Linked DNA regions of Mus musculus: regions 1, 2 and 4 are each linked to region 3. Evidence: chromatin contacts called from public Hi-C and targeted proximity ligation data. All regions are on one chromosome and are shown on one strand. The core of a region is the stretch at or near the end of the contact, and the rest is flanking DNA. Distances in the headings are between cores, read along the strand shown.

Region 1 (3,109 bases), core at 537-3,036, 120 kb before region 3:
AGATTATGGGGGGAGAATACTTATTTAAAAAGGAGTGTTAGTTAGTTATCTGAATTTGAATACCAAAGCTGGAAACCAAGGTGAGTAAGAAGGGGATGCTAAGTGGCCTTCTTACGTCATTAATAATGTATGACTTCTCAGAAAAGAACAAATAATGCAGTTGAAGACATTTAAGACTTTATGTCCTTCAGTAAATAACAAGAAAATAAGATGCTTCCATCTCTCAGAAGATCGTGTACATAGAGTTCTGAATTTGATACATGCAGTACCTCTTTGTCTCCCTGCGGCAGGTGAGGCAGTTGATAAGCAGGACATTTCCTTCTTAAATGTTCCATAATAAGACAAAAATAGCTACAGGGAAACACCTCACTTTGATTTTTCTTGTAACAGGAAAGGATGGAGGATACTGAAAGAAATTCACACTTTGTAATCAATTATTACCTTATGGTGGCTGAGTTAGAATAGCTCCCACTGGTGGGCAGGACGATGGGAGGGTACTACCAGGCAGCATTTAACTACTCAACGGTCCTTCAACCGTCCACATTAACCTCTGCAGGACCTTGCGAACTGTAAGTTCTCAAGCTGGGGTCTCTGTGCTTCCAAACTAAATCACCTACGTGTATGAAATTTTACCATTTACAGATATGTGTGTTTCAGAAAAAAATCTAAGAAATCCAATTATGTTTTAAGGCTAAAGGGCTAATGAGGAAATCTGTTGCTTTGGCCAACTTTCACAAGGATCTCCCCTCACTTCTTCACTGGTATGACAGCAGCCAAACTTGCTTTGGAAATACTCCTCTTGGAAAATACTAAGAACAAAACTAAAAAAAAGGAAAGCACTTCTTCCTTGATATCTACCTTCAATAAAGTATAACTGACAGTTTGAAGTACAGAAGGTGGAATCTGCTGGGTGCGGTGACATATCCTTGCAATTCCAGTGGCTGAAAAGGACCCGAGCACCACTAGTTTGAGCCTAGCTAATTCCCGGGCAGCCTAGGTTACGCAGTAAAATCCTATCTTCAAAGTACACACATACACAAAGATGAGCATTAGAATATCTAAGTTTTATGGTACATAAAGTGCAGCCTGTAGTAGTCAAATACAGGGGTGTGTGTGTTTAGTGAAATAATCATTATGAAGTAGTTTACACATCCCTCGTATCACATGGTTACCTATGTCTGTGTGCTACAAATTTAATCTAGCCTCGTGATAAATGCCAAGTATACACTGTATCACCATACTGCCAACAGCAAATGGTGGATCTAAATTTAATCAGCTTGCAAGAAATGAAACTTTCTAGTGTTTTGTATTTCCTTGTCCCACCCCAATCCCTTCTTGAGTCTCACTACTCCACATTCCACATATCGGAAGGTCCTCTGGGACCTTTCTTTCATTGAGAGCCCATCATTTCCTTCCTTCTGCTATCAAGCACACCGAACAATCTATGCTGGAATTGTTAAAATATCCAAGAGGTTTTGCTCTGTGTTCAGAATTCTAGTATCTAGTGATGAGAAAGCAAAAGAAATGGCCAACGACTTCCCCTTTCCATTTAAACAGAGAGATCACTTCTGTTTCATAAAATTTTCCCACCATCTTATTTTATTAAACAAACAAACAAACAACAACAAAAAACCAATTGTGTCAAGAGGATTTAAGGGAAGGAGGAAGGGAGGGAGGGAGGGAGAACTGGGATGATTTCTGTAGGGCCTGGGAAGTAAAGGCACAGGGAAGATTGGGAAATCTGGCCTGAGTGGTGTTCTGTCACCTGACACCAGCAGTCAGAGGAATGTTAGTAACACCTCCATCCAGAGGAGAGAAGAATGGAGTTTGAAAGAAGTAGGAAAAGAAGACGTATAATTCAGCCTGACAGACTTGTTTTTTGACACGTAGCCTTGAAAAGAACAATTTTACCTCAGAAACTTGGCAAATGTGAGCTGATTTTTTTTTTTTGATAAGTTGAAACATGCATGCTCCTACACACATGGAGAAAGAGAGGGAGGCAGAGAGAGGCCAGGTATCCAAGACGGGGGGGGGGGGGGCTGTCAGGTTTCTTGTCTCTGTGTCATTTCTGTTTAGTTGGTCAGATGAAAATTCAAAACCATATAATTAGACGGTTGTTTATACATGATTAAGCATGAGCTCATTGCTCTCCGCATGCCAAAAAGTCAGAGAGTTGTTGAGGGCAAGAAGGAACTATTAATAAAAGGAAATAAAGCTGTAATACATTTTTCACTTATGAATAAAAATAATTCAAAGGTCTCTGGGTTAAAAAAAAAAAAAAGACTGGAAATACCAACCATAGCTAGGGGCAAGAAACTAGATGATTTTATAGAGACTAGAATTTGAGAATTTGGGAGATATAAAAGCCTAAGCCACTGATAAGTAAAAGCTTTTCCTCCAGTTTTTAATCTCATTCTTTTTTCACTTCTTGTAAATATAAATCACAGTGAGAACACAAAACACTTACCTGTATTATATTTCTTTAGAATTATGGGAAATACGCGAGCAAGAACACAGAGTTCATTTACAAGCATGATTTATTCTTTATAACTGTCTCTACCAGGAATCCTCTCTGGAGAAACCAAGAGCTGGCAGTAACTGTGGAAAAGGACCGCTCTTTTATTTTTGTCCCCCGACCCCCTTTCCACAGCAGCAGAGTTTTTGTCCCCAGACCAAGTGAGCCCATCGAAAGCAAAGTTTATCTGCGTAAAACCTCCACATAGCTCAGGCAGAATTTCCCAGGCCTCCTAGAGAATCTGTGATGCGAAACAGTCCATCAACTACTTGTTGACCACACCTCCCGATACAGAGCCGGACAGTGGCCAAACCTTTCAGATGACAGAAAGACCTCATCCAAGCCAGTTTGCTACTTAACTCTCCCTTAGAGCCACTGCTGCCGCTTTCCCAAGTGGGAAAACTCACCAACCAGGAAGGCTAGCCTGGCAAACGAGAACATAATCTTAGAGGTGATTCAGTTCTTTTGCCTGCCTGTGCCATGACTAAGTACTTGTACACACTGCTATGATAGATCAGAGAGACAATATACAGCCACGAGACAATCTAAAGTGAAAAAGAAAGCAAGCCCAGGGGAGCTCTAACATCTCAGCTC
Region 2 (3,029 bases), core at 411-2,910, 65 kb after region 3:
CTTCTGGGTGTATGCCCAGGAGTGGTATTGCTGGATCTTCCAGTAGTACTATGTCCAAAAAAACCACCAAACTGATTTCCAGAGTGGTTGTACCAGCTTGCAATCCCACCAGCAGTGGAGAAGTGTTCCTCTTTCTCCACATTCTCGCCAGCATCTGCTGTCACCTGATTTTTTTTCCACAGTCCACAAAGGCTTTTTATTTATGCTTTACATTTAAAAAAAGAATCCCAGGATTTTCCCTCCTGTATGTTTTCGTCTTGCCTCTTCATGGTCTATGATGCCAGCCAAGGTTGTCAGCACAATGAAGCCAAACTGCCGTAAAGGGAGCAGATTGTTCTGCCATTTATCTAGGTCTTTGAGTTGAACATCAAATCTAAGGCTTATAACTCCACACTTGTTCAACCTTCCTGTGAGGTTCACAACGATCTTCCCATCTCTGTGATCATCAATGATCTCGAATTCACCAGTGTACCCGTGCTTCATCATCACGGTTAAAAACCAAACGATGACTTTAGAACACGGCCTGATGAGGACCTGGCGTTTGCCTCTCTTCTCAGCGTTGTTGATGCTCTTGAGAGCATCTGCCAGAACATTCATTCGCACCATGGTGGCGGCGAGGGAAGATGGCAGAAAGAGAGTGGGCTGGGCCCTGAGTTTTTGATCTTAGCCATTCTGACTGGTGTGAGGTAGAATCTCAGGGTTGTTTTGATTTGCATTTCACTGATAATCTTTTTCAAACAATGACCTCATGAGAGGGAGATAATTATGACCAAGTAGGCCAGAGGGGCAAGCCATGGCATTGGGAAGTTTTGCTCACCCTGTGCCTTTGTGCCATGAGTCCCAGGAAGCAATACTCTCGTAGGGAGATCAAAATAAGGAGTTGGTCCTAAATGAATATTTTCAGGTGTCATTATGGCAAAAATTAATATTCTTAGCATGGAAAACCAATCATGGAAAGATTTGAAAACATTTTAGAAAATTTACCACGATAGCTGTGGTCAAACCCATGTCCTTGGACCTGTATATAGTTCTAGCTATCTTCCTCTGCAGCTCCATCCCTAGCTCAAGTCCTTTTGAGTATAAACACTCACTCTGGAGACTGAGATATGGAACCCTCTTGCCCTATCAGAATGCTAGCTTGTAGGAGTTCAGTGGGTCAATGATTTGATTAGGAAACATTTCGAGCTTCAAGTATGGCAGTTACCTTCCAAGAGTTAGCTTTGTCTTCTGATCCCCGAGTTAACAAACACAGTTCTGCCTCTCTTCCGTTCTAAGAGACACCTTGTATTGACACTCCTGTGCCATTGAAGGCTAAAACTGCTGAGGCAAAGATGACCAGATTCTATGCCTCACCAGCCAGGCAAAACCACAAGCTGGATTGTAGACATCAGTAGTCCAGCAAGCCCTCAAAGCCTCCCTTGGCTGGTTGCCTGTGAACTTGCTTGCTGTATGATCTGCTCTGATGACATCTCAGTCTTCTGACCTCAGGCACTTTGCTTTAAAATATGAGAGGGTGGTCTAGGAGTTCACTGGCGGCAAAGCCCATCAAGTCTATTGAGCATCAGGGTTTCCAAGTGTCAAGGCTAGGTTTGCCTCTGGACTCAGCCCAGCTCAGAAATGACTAAGGCATTTCCAGAACTGCTGCTGAACATTGGCCAAGGTCATTCTGTGTTTGGTGTAGTGCCAACAGAACTAAGGACTGCACTCTGGTTCCTTGCCCAGAAGTGTCTCTCGGCTGCTCCAAAGTGAAGACGAAAAGGGGCCTTAAGTCTGAGGCAGCTTGTCCAGTAAAGCACACAAGGAGATAGTTCTCAGCTGTTCCTCCTAGACTTTCATGTGGCTTGCAGGGAGCTATGTGTTCAGAATCCTATGTGTGCTGCTTAAGTTGGTTTCTCTCATTCTATTCATTTGCTTTCATTTCTTATAATCTCCTAAGTGTTACTCCAGAGACATCCTTACTAACCAAGAAGACAATTTTTAAAAAGAGTATCATTGCTGGGAGGTAGTGACACACACCTTTAATCCCAGCACTTGGGAGGCAGAGGCAGGCAGATCTTTTGTGAGTTCCAGGCTAACCTGATCTACAAAGGCAGTTTCAGGACAGCCAGGGCTACACAGTAAGCTAGCCTTGAAAACCAACCAACCAACCAACTAAACAAGCAAACAAAACAAAACAAAGCAAAACAAAACAAAACAAAACAAAATTATAGCAAGCTCTAAGGTCAGAAGATAGGCAAAGGTATGTGAAACAACTGAGGGAAACTCCACAAGCTGTCTCAGGCCACCGGCCTAAGCAAAGGCAATTAATTCACACTCTTATAATAGAACAGCCCCCCTCGAGCTGTGGGAAGGAGGACTCAACACCCCGTTAGCAGGCACAAGGACCCTATTGTAATTGTTTCTGAGTGAGTGAGTGGTGAGACCCCTTTCCCTTTTCCATTATTGGTCCATGCCTCTGCCCAGGTCTCACTTTGTGATGGCCTAGTTGCTTTGCCACCATGATCTACCTGCTCCATCTCATTGAAGGCACGGATTGTCCTAGATCCAGGCAGGTACACGTGCACCCATCTGCAATAATGTGCTAGTCCCAGGGCTTCTTCAGACTTCTTGCTATGGTACCAGTAATACCTCACAGACCAGGCAGAAAGATCTCACAAACAGATGTACATGGGGAACTGGAAGCAAATTTATAACCTTTGCAGTCTCCGGTGAGATGACTCAGAGGGTAAAGTTGCTTGCTGCCAACCCGGACAACCTGAGTTCAAAAACCCTCAGAACACACGTGGCAGAAGGAAAGAACTGACTCTTGCAAGTCGTCCCCTGACTGCCACACTCGCAAAATGGCATGGGTGTACACAGCTTCACATATGTACACACAGAAATAAATACATGCAATTAAGGAAAAACACTTTTGTTTTCAAGACAGGGTTTCTTTGTATAGCTTTGGCTGTCCTAGAACTTGCTCTGTAGACCAAGCTGGCCTTAAAGGCATGCATGCACTACCATTGCTAAGTAATTGCTTAAACATT
Region 3 (3,436 bases), core at 111-2,610:
TTTTTTTTTGGGTCAGGCAAAAAATCCACCCCACTAGGTATACTCCAGAGTCCATCCAAGGAGAGTCACTTTCCAAACGGGACAACTCCAGGTATCCAAACTCTGCTAACCGGAAGAACTTTGGTAGAATCGCCAATGAAACTGGTGGAAACATTGGATGGACCAACGATGGCGTGAAGAAAAGCCACTCTACCTGAACTGACCTCAAGGGAAGCAAGGAGACAGGGAATCCACCCAGAGCACACAGAAGTAATTACTCACTCTGAAGGAGGCCTGAGTCCTGACAGGAAAGAAAAGACACGAACTAAGTAGCAATAAGAATGGGAAGAAAGCCTCCTTCAGTTCAAGGGGGAGGGGCTGGAGCTCCTCTAAATGAACACTGTAGCAGATCCTAGTAAAGGCCTTAAATGTCAGCAGTTCTCACTAGAGAAGGGGGGGGGGTGCCCTCTCACACAGTTCTCTCTCTATAGATCATTTCCAGGGACAGCCTTCATTGTTTTTCTGCAAACTTTTGCAGGCTGCACCTGCTTTGTGTAGCCTCACAGGAAACCAAAGAGAAAAAGGAGGAGTAAGAATTTTTAAACTAACCCAAATTCATTTTTACAATGAATCAAAATTCCTAACGTAGTCTAAAAATTGAAGTCCAACGGGCACGGAGACATTTAGGGAACCGGGCCTGGCTACTTCCCAATGAAGAAATCGTGACTCATCAAAGCTTCAGAACGGACACAAGAGAGTTTGCATTTGTCTGGAGTTCACCTTCGGGCCAAGAAATGCTCTCCACTGTGAGCCTCAGTGTTTTTTCTAGATGCTTAAGTTTGGCAGGGGTTCTTTCTCTGGGTCCCATAACCCAGAGAACTGGTCCACTGGGGGGAGCTGTATAAACTTCTCTTTCCTCACCAACTCTAGGGCCACCTGAGACCACTACCCCCAATTCAAGAGATGTTGAAGTCCTAAAGCTCTAAGGAATTGGAAAGGTGTCCTCTCCAATTGCAATTGCTGGAGTGCAGTCCCTGCGGGCACTGCTCTGGAGAATTCCGGAAGTGATCCCCTACACTCTATCCCATGGGACCTAGCGGATGTCAAGGAAGACAAGCCAGGAAGGGAGGTACACAGAGCAGAGGAACCAGGAGTGGCTAGGGGTGCGGGGTCAAGATGTGCGGCCCGGGACAGTGGGTGAACACCCCTCCTGGGGTCCTCAGCACCCTCCCACACACGGCACACCCACACACCTTTGCCCCGCGGGGGGTCTTGGGTCCTAGCCTCAGGGATCTCCGGAGGTGAGCGAGGGGCGGGTCCGGAGGTGAAGTGGAGCCTTCCCGGTGCTCTGGGCAACCAGACCGCCCCCGCTCTCCCCCCTCCCCCTCCCGCGGCGCGAGCGAGAGAACGCAACAAAACAAAACAAACTCGTGCCGGCTTCCTGTTGTGCAACCACTTTCTGAGTAAGTAAGGGGCTGAAAGGCCGCCAGTTAGGAAGCCGGGCTGCGGGGGACCCTGCTGGCCAAAGCACCCGGAGCCGCACTGGGGTACATAGGGCCCTGCACTGTGACCCTGTCCGGACCACGGGGCGACTACCCTCCCTGCCCCCACGAGTGTCGTTTTGCTATTGCCTCCCAAACACACTACCAGATCTAAGGGCGCGACCTCGACGAACCTTTTTGCCAAAAAAAGAAAAAAAAAAAGGAAACCTCCAAAAGTTTCCTCCAGGTACCTACTTGAATCATCCATAGTAGGATGACAAATCCGCCCTGGTCAAGGTTTTCAGACACTTGGGTGAGTTTCTCGTCCCCCGGGTGACTTGTCAGCTCTAGTGAGTAACTTGGAACTGTTGCTTGGGGCAAGGTGTGTGTCTAGGAGAGCCAACAGCTCACTCACGCTTTCCAGAAAGTGATCCCGACCGACTTCAAAATAGACACAGGGTCATTTATAGGGACCGGAGCCTTGAAGCGGGACTCGAGACAGACATTTCCCAAACAGTGCTGACATTTTGTCCCCGGCCCATAAAAATGTAAACGCGAGGTGACAAACCCGGCGGGGAGTGCTAGGTGTCTGAATGTGTCTGCGATTTCGTGGCGTGGGAGGTTACAGTTGAAAACTTGGCGGCTGCGGGTCGATGCACCGCTCCTAACTAGTAGCTGTGCCCCCAAACCCGAGGACCTCACTGAACAATGGGGACACCAACTTGGATGAGACGGAGAAGTGAAAAACAGCCTTCGTGGCGCCCCATAAACACGTGGAAGCCGAAAAGACAACTACAACCCCGACTGTGAGCTAAAGACCTCAAAGTCCCATCACTCCCCACTTTGCCAAAGTTTCCCTAAGTAGGACCCCGGTGCTCGCCCTGTATCTGGCCCTGATTGTGTAACCTTCTGGTACCTGTATTTTCAGTTAAAAGGCACGGAGACTCTCCCTCATAAACGAAACTTCCACACCTTGTTGGTTTCCTTTCTGTCTACACCCCGCGCTCTTAGGTAACTGACAGCCAGTTTGATGGCTAAATGAGTATTGCCATCAGCCTCGGTAAGGTGTGCCTAGGTCTCTAGAAGCCCTGTGAGTCTGGGGGAGTTGGTGTGCTCCTGTCCTCAAACCCGTGCGAATGCCACCAAGCCGGCATGCAGAAACTCTTTCTAATCCCGAGTTTGCGTCCCCAGGCTTGACCGCCCCCACACTCTCTAGCGCCTTCTCTCTCTGTCCCTCGCCTGCAGAACAAAGTTCCTATGGCATCCACTTACCAGGTAACCGGATTTCCACAACAAAGCTAGGCGAGCGAGTCCCTTCTCCCGGCCAGCCCGCTCGTGACAACACTAGCGATGCGTGGGTGGAGGCTGAGCCCCCTCAGCGCTCCACGCCGGCTCTGCCTCCTTCGGAAAGGAAAACTCGCATCCAAGCCCGTGGCCGGAGCGCGGAACTACGGCCGGAGGGCCGTGTGTGTGCCCGCGCGAGGCTGCGACGGCGGCGGCCCTGGGAGGAGGAGGCAGGGCAGCGGGCCGACTCTCCGCATCAGCTCCCTGTCCGCGCTACGCACAGGCACACTCCAGTCATGTCTTTACAAAGTTGAGAGGCGACTTCATGCCTGGCCCGGGGTGCTCATCCTCGCTCGGGGCCGAGGGCGACGCCTGGAGGGGCCGGGCTCGGGATGCTGGCTGCCTGAGCTGGGTCGCGGCTAGAGAGCGCCGGTGCGAGCCTGGACCCGGGCCCGCCGCGGCCCCGAGGTGCGCGGACCCTGGCGCCGGTGCCCTTGCGCGCCGCGCTCTGGGCTGCCCCGGCGGCGCAGTAGGGACGCGGCTGCAGGGAGAGAGGGGAAAGGGGGAAGAGGGCGGGAGGGAGGCTGCCAGGCGAGGAGTGTGGATGTGTGTGCGGCCGCGAGGGCCGGCCCGCAGCCAGCTGCTTCCTGAGTGTGAGCGCCGGAGGGGGCGGGGAGGGATGGGGGCGGGCT
Region 4 (3,367 bases), core at 379-2,878, 98 kb before region 3:
CACATCTTTTCAATGCCACCATTTCAAAGGACTCTGAAAAAAAAATCTTCCAGTGAAATACCCAAAGAAAGAACTCTGAGGACAAGTGTATAACTCAAAGAAGTAAACTAACAGGAGACCTATCAGACAGGAGTTCTAATCACAGAGGACTGAGCTATTAACTGTTATGCCAGTTGCCCAAAGATTTTGCCAGGTAAATGTACCTACACAGTGACATCAAAATAGTTTTCCTGAACTAATCTCTTCTCTGGATCCAGATGTGGAAGTGGAAAGCCTCTACCCAGTGTTCGCCATCCAGATTGGGTTAGATATAGTAACATCTGTGTAACGTGTTAGAGACCCTGTACACACAATGTCATTATCTTGATGAGAAAAAAGAATGAAGTCTTCAAATGTACAGCAGTTCTTTCCAGATTAGACAGGGGGGCTAACATGTAAATGCAGGTATGCTTAGGTCTTGGATCCGAATCTGTTGTCTCGTTTTGAGAGCACACACACCCCTCAAAAGCGATTTCATTTATCCACTTTCTCATTCAGTTGTATGTTAGAACTATAAAATATCTTAGCTATCATCCAAAAATAAAAGCTTGTTTAATAAACGAACATGCCAGAAATGATGAGTGACCATGCCCAGGATGACAGGGATAGATGGACAAGCTGGAGATAAAGCCACCAACTCTTGGGTTTTGAATTCAACTTGGTAACATCTAACCATGCTGATTTCTACCTTCACGGTTAACCTGTATTCCAGAGCCAGTGTGGGATGCTGAAAGCCAGATGCACAGATTCCAATCTAGGTCTATCACTGACACTTGTAAGCCAGTCATTTGGGAGCTTAGTTAGCCTCCATGTTCACCATGCACAGTTAGAAATCTCCCCAATCATATCGATGCACAGTGCCTAGGCTCTTACAGAACTGTTGAGAAAATTAAATACACCCAGAACAGAAACTCAGCAAGTTAGCTTGTAGTGATTTTGGGATGATTAAATCACCACCATCATCATCATCATCAAAATATGAAGACAAAGGCTTTCATCACCATCCATGTGTGTTAGCCTTATTAGTTGTAAATCCCCAGTCAGCTGTTTAACAGTATAGCAATTTCCTGGCCCTTCATAATAATTAAATTTAAACTTATTTCATAATCTTCTTTACATCCATCTAATCCTCATGCCTTCCTCTAAACACAAATGCACAAAGCTCTACTTTCTGGTTTTAATTTCCCTGAGTGTGTGAGTTCACATTTAACTGCCTTCATCCAGCGATGGTGGGTCGATTAGTGTCCTTAAATCTAGTGATGTTAGCAGCCTAACCCTGACAAATCCTTGTTCTCGGCTCTCGTGACTTACCGCCCAGACCCTCAGGAAGGCAAACCCTGGGAAAATCATACAAACAGACCCAAATATTTGAAATCAGCATTGTGCTTCCATGCTTACGCCACTCTGAAAGCTTAGAGCATGTCTCTTTCGGTTTTATTCTTTCATTAGCCCAAGGCTTGCTAATTAATTGGAATTTCCCAGAGCTTTTGTTGCCGTGACAAAGGCAAACAGCGCAGAAGCTCATTTCTTCCTGTTGAAGAGGGCCCATCCACCCTCCAAGAGGGCAGTAGACGGGATAAGGGGAGGATTAAGTCGACTTTGAAAGGGTCAGACTCTGTGAGTTCCTGGCCCCCTCTCCCCACCACAGCTGTCTTCATCTTCTCCAATACTGATTAATGAGAAGTGACGTCTCAGCCTTGGTGTTTACTCCTCCAAGAGAGAGGCTGATTCTCAGGCATTATGCGTGATCTAAAATTAGATGGCGAAGAACAGCCTATGAGTAAGGAACAAATAATACTGGGAAGAAAAGATGTTGTACAAAGTGTAAGGCTTATTTGAAAATGAAAAAAAAAAACATAATTTATGGATCAGAGAAGGGAGTAAAACCCAGATGAACACTTCCAAGCAAAGCAAAGCCCAGGCTTAAAAGAAACAAAACGATGCTTAATCTTGACAAAAATATCTCTGTTTAAACCAAAGATAGCAGAGCAGCTGGAAACTCCAGGGAGTGAAGGGGAGTGAAGAGAAATTCGGTCCAAATTCTGCTCCTGGTTTCCTTTTCAATCCGTCATCGTTGCTGGAGGTGCTGGGTTATTGGAACTTAGAGACACTGCCATGGCTTGTTTCGCTCACACTGTAAGAGTGTGGCCCTCACCACTGTCTTTACGTAACAGAGGCCGGAGGGGCTTGTGAACTTGGCTTGTTGGCTCCTGACAACATCAGCTCTTCTAAGTTCTTTTTGACAAAGACGCCTCCTAGAATGCCCAAAGTGGAAAAAATGCCATCTGTCCTTGTAAAAAAAAAATCATGTTATTTCCCACAGGGAAAAAACAGTTTCTTAGTTATCTGCTTACAGGTAAATGTTATCAAAAATGTCTCCCATGTTCAGCTCTTTACCTCTGGCACAGAGCTGGGGTTTATCATAGAGGAGCCACAAAGACCTCTAAAGTATCCCTACCTCCAATTGGTCACCTAAGGGTCCACCTGGACTTCAACAAATAACTGTGAGCCACCTGCACAGACATCTGAACAGAACCACAGACAGACAGACAGACAGACAGACAGACAGACAGACAGATGGCTGGACAGAGAAGACAGCCATGGAGAGAGCCTGGAACTAGGCTCGGAGTATATCAGTAAGTACAGAGTCTTCAATGCAACTGAGACTGCTAGGGGATCCAGGTTTGGAGACTAAGGGCAGGGTTGCAAGTCAGATCCACCAGGGTTTGGTGCTGCCAAGAGAGAGGGAATCTACAACAGACCTAGAGGGAGCATGCAAAGGTGGGAGTGTGTGCTGAGGGAGGGGTACAAGAGTCTACAAGAAGCAAGATGGAGGGAGTACCCACTGTCTAAAGACACAGACTCTGCAATGAGACCATGTGACTGCAACCCTTGGAGTCAACTGTTTACTGGACCTGGATGTCTTCCCCACATGGACAGAACTGTGTAAATCTCAAAACTTCCTTCCGGAATATGAGGCAAACAGCAACTGTTCTAAAGCAAAGTGCCTGACACGATACTATAGCATAAATCTTAAATATCCATCCAGAGGCCAATTTGTAAAAGTCATGGTTCCAAGAAGAAAAACATCCGTGTTTCCTAGCCTGTTCTATCGCTGAGAGATAGAGGAGCCTTTAAGAGATGTGGTTGGCACATTCCAGGCATACCCCTGAAAGGTTTATGGGACTCTAATCACTCCCTCCGTCTCTCATTCACTCTGGGCAGGAGGTAAAGTCTCCCTCTGCTGCATCCTCCCATCGTAGGCTCTACCTGACCACAAACCCTAACCTGATGGAGCCAAGTGGCATGAACTGAAACCGCCAAGAAC

The links. Hi-C and Micro-C count contacts between places; a contact is called where the count stands out from the background.
Region 1: a targeted proximity ligation map of the NIH/3T3 cell line shows a contact between it and region 3, with 11 read pairs. A contact is called at or near these places in 14 of 39 promoter capture datasets (the 3T3-L1 cell line, 3T3-L1-derived adipocytes, cranial neural crest and 6 more), 21 of 484 Hi-C or Micro-C datasets (the AML12 cell line, adipose-derived mesenchymal stem cells, cumulus cells and 7 more), 15 of 130 datasets of targeted methods (the NIH/3T3 cell line, embryonic fibroblasts, embryonic stem cells and 3 more) and 4 of 9 other capture datasets (adipose tissue, embryonic stem cells, macrophages and 1 more).
Region 2: a Hi-C map of uterus shows a contact between it and region 3. A contact is called at or near these places in 2 of 39 promoter capture datasets (macrophages and stem cell-derived epiblast-like cells), 4 of 484 Hi-C or Micro-C datasets (myocytes, neural progenitor cells, stem cell-derived germline stem cell-like cells and 1 more), 4 of 130 datasets of targeted methods (the NIH/3T3 cell line, embryonic fibroblasts, neural progenitor cells and 1 more) and 1 of 9 other capture datasets (adipose tissue).
Region 4: a contact with region 3 is called in a Hi-C map of uterus. A contact is called at or near these places in 3 of 39 promoter capture datasets (the 3T3-L1 cell line, embryonic stem cells and macrophages), 3 of 484 Hi-C or Micro-C datasets (nephron progenitors and uterus), 3 of 130 datasets of targeted methods (the NIH/3T3 cell line, embryonic fibroblasts and pancreatic cancer cells) and 2 of 9 other capture datasets (adipose tissue and liver).

The regions. Positions count from the first base shown.
Region 1 is chr19:28,556,000-28,559,108 of GRCm38.p6, forward strand. All of the region lies in intron 2 of Glis3 (GLIS family zinc finger 3), which reads right to left. Among named protein-coding and RNA genes, the nearest start is that of D930032P07Rik, 120 kb to the right of the region's middle.
Region 2 is chr19:28,741,946-28,744,974 of GRCm38.p6, forward strand. It overlaps the pseudogene Rps15a-ps2. Among named protein-coding and RNA genes, the nearest start is that of Gm35922, 17 kb to the right of the region's middle.
Region 3 is chr19:28,676,864-28,680,299 of GRCm38.p6, forward strand. It overlaps D930032P07Rik (RIKEN cDNA D930032P07 gene), which reads left to right and starts at 1,361. Exons shown (of 5, transcript NR_045330.1): 1 at 1,361-1,442. It overlaps Glis3 (GLIS family zinc finger 3), which reads right to left and starts at 3,214. Exons shown (of 11, transcript NM_175459.6): 1 at 2,733-3,214.
Region 4 is chr19:28,578,548-28,581,914 of GRCm38.p6, forward strand. The region is part of intron 2 of Glis3 (GLIS family zinc finger 3); the gene reads right to left. Among named protein-coding and RNA genes, the nearest start is that of D930032P07Rik, 98 kb to the right of the region's middle.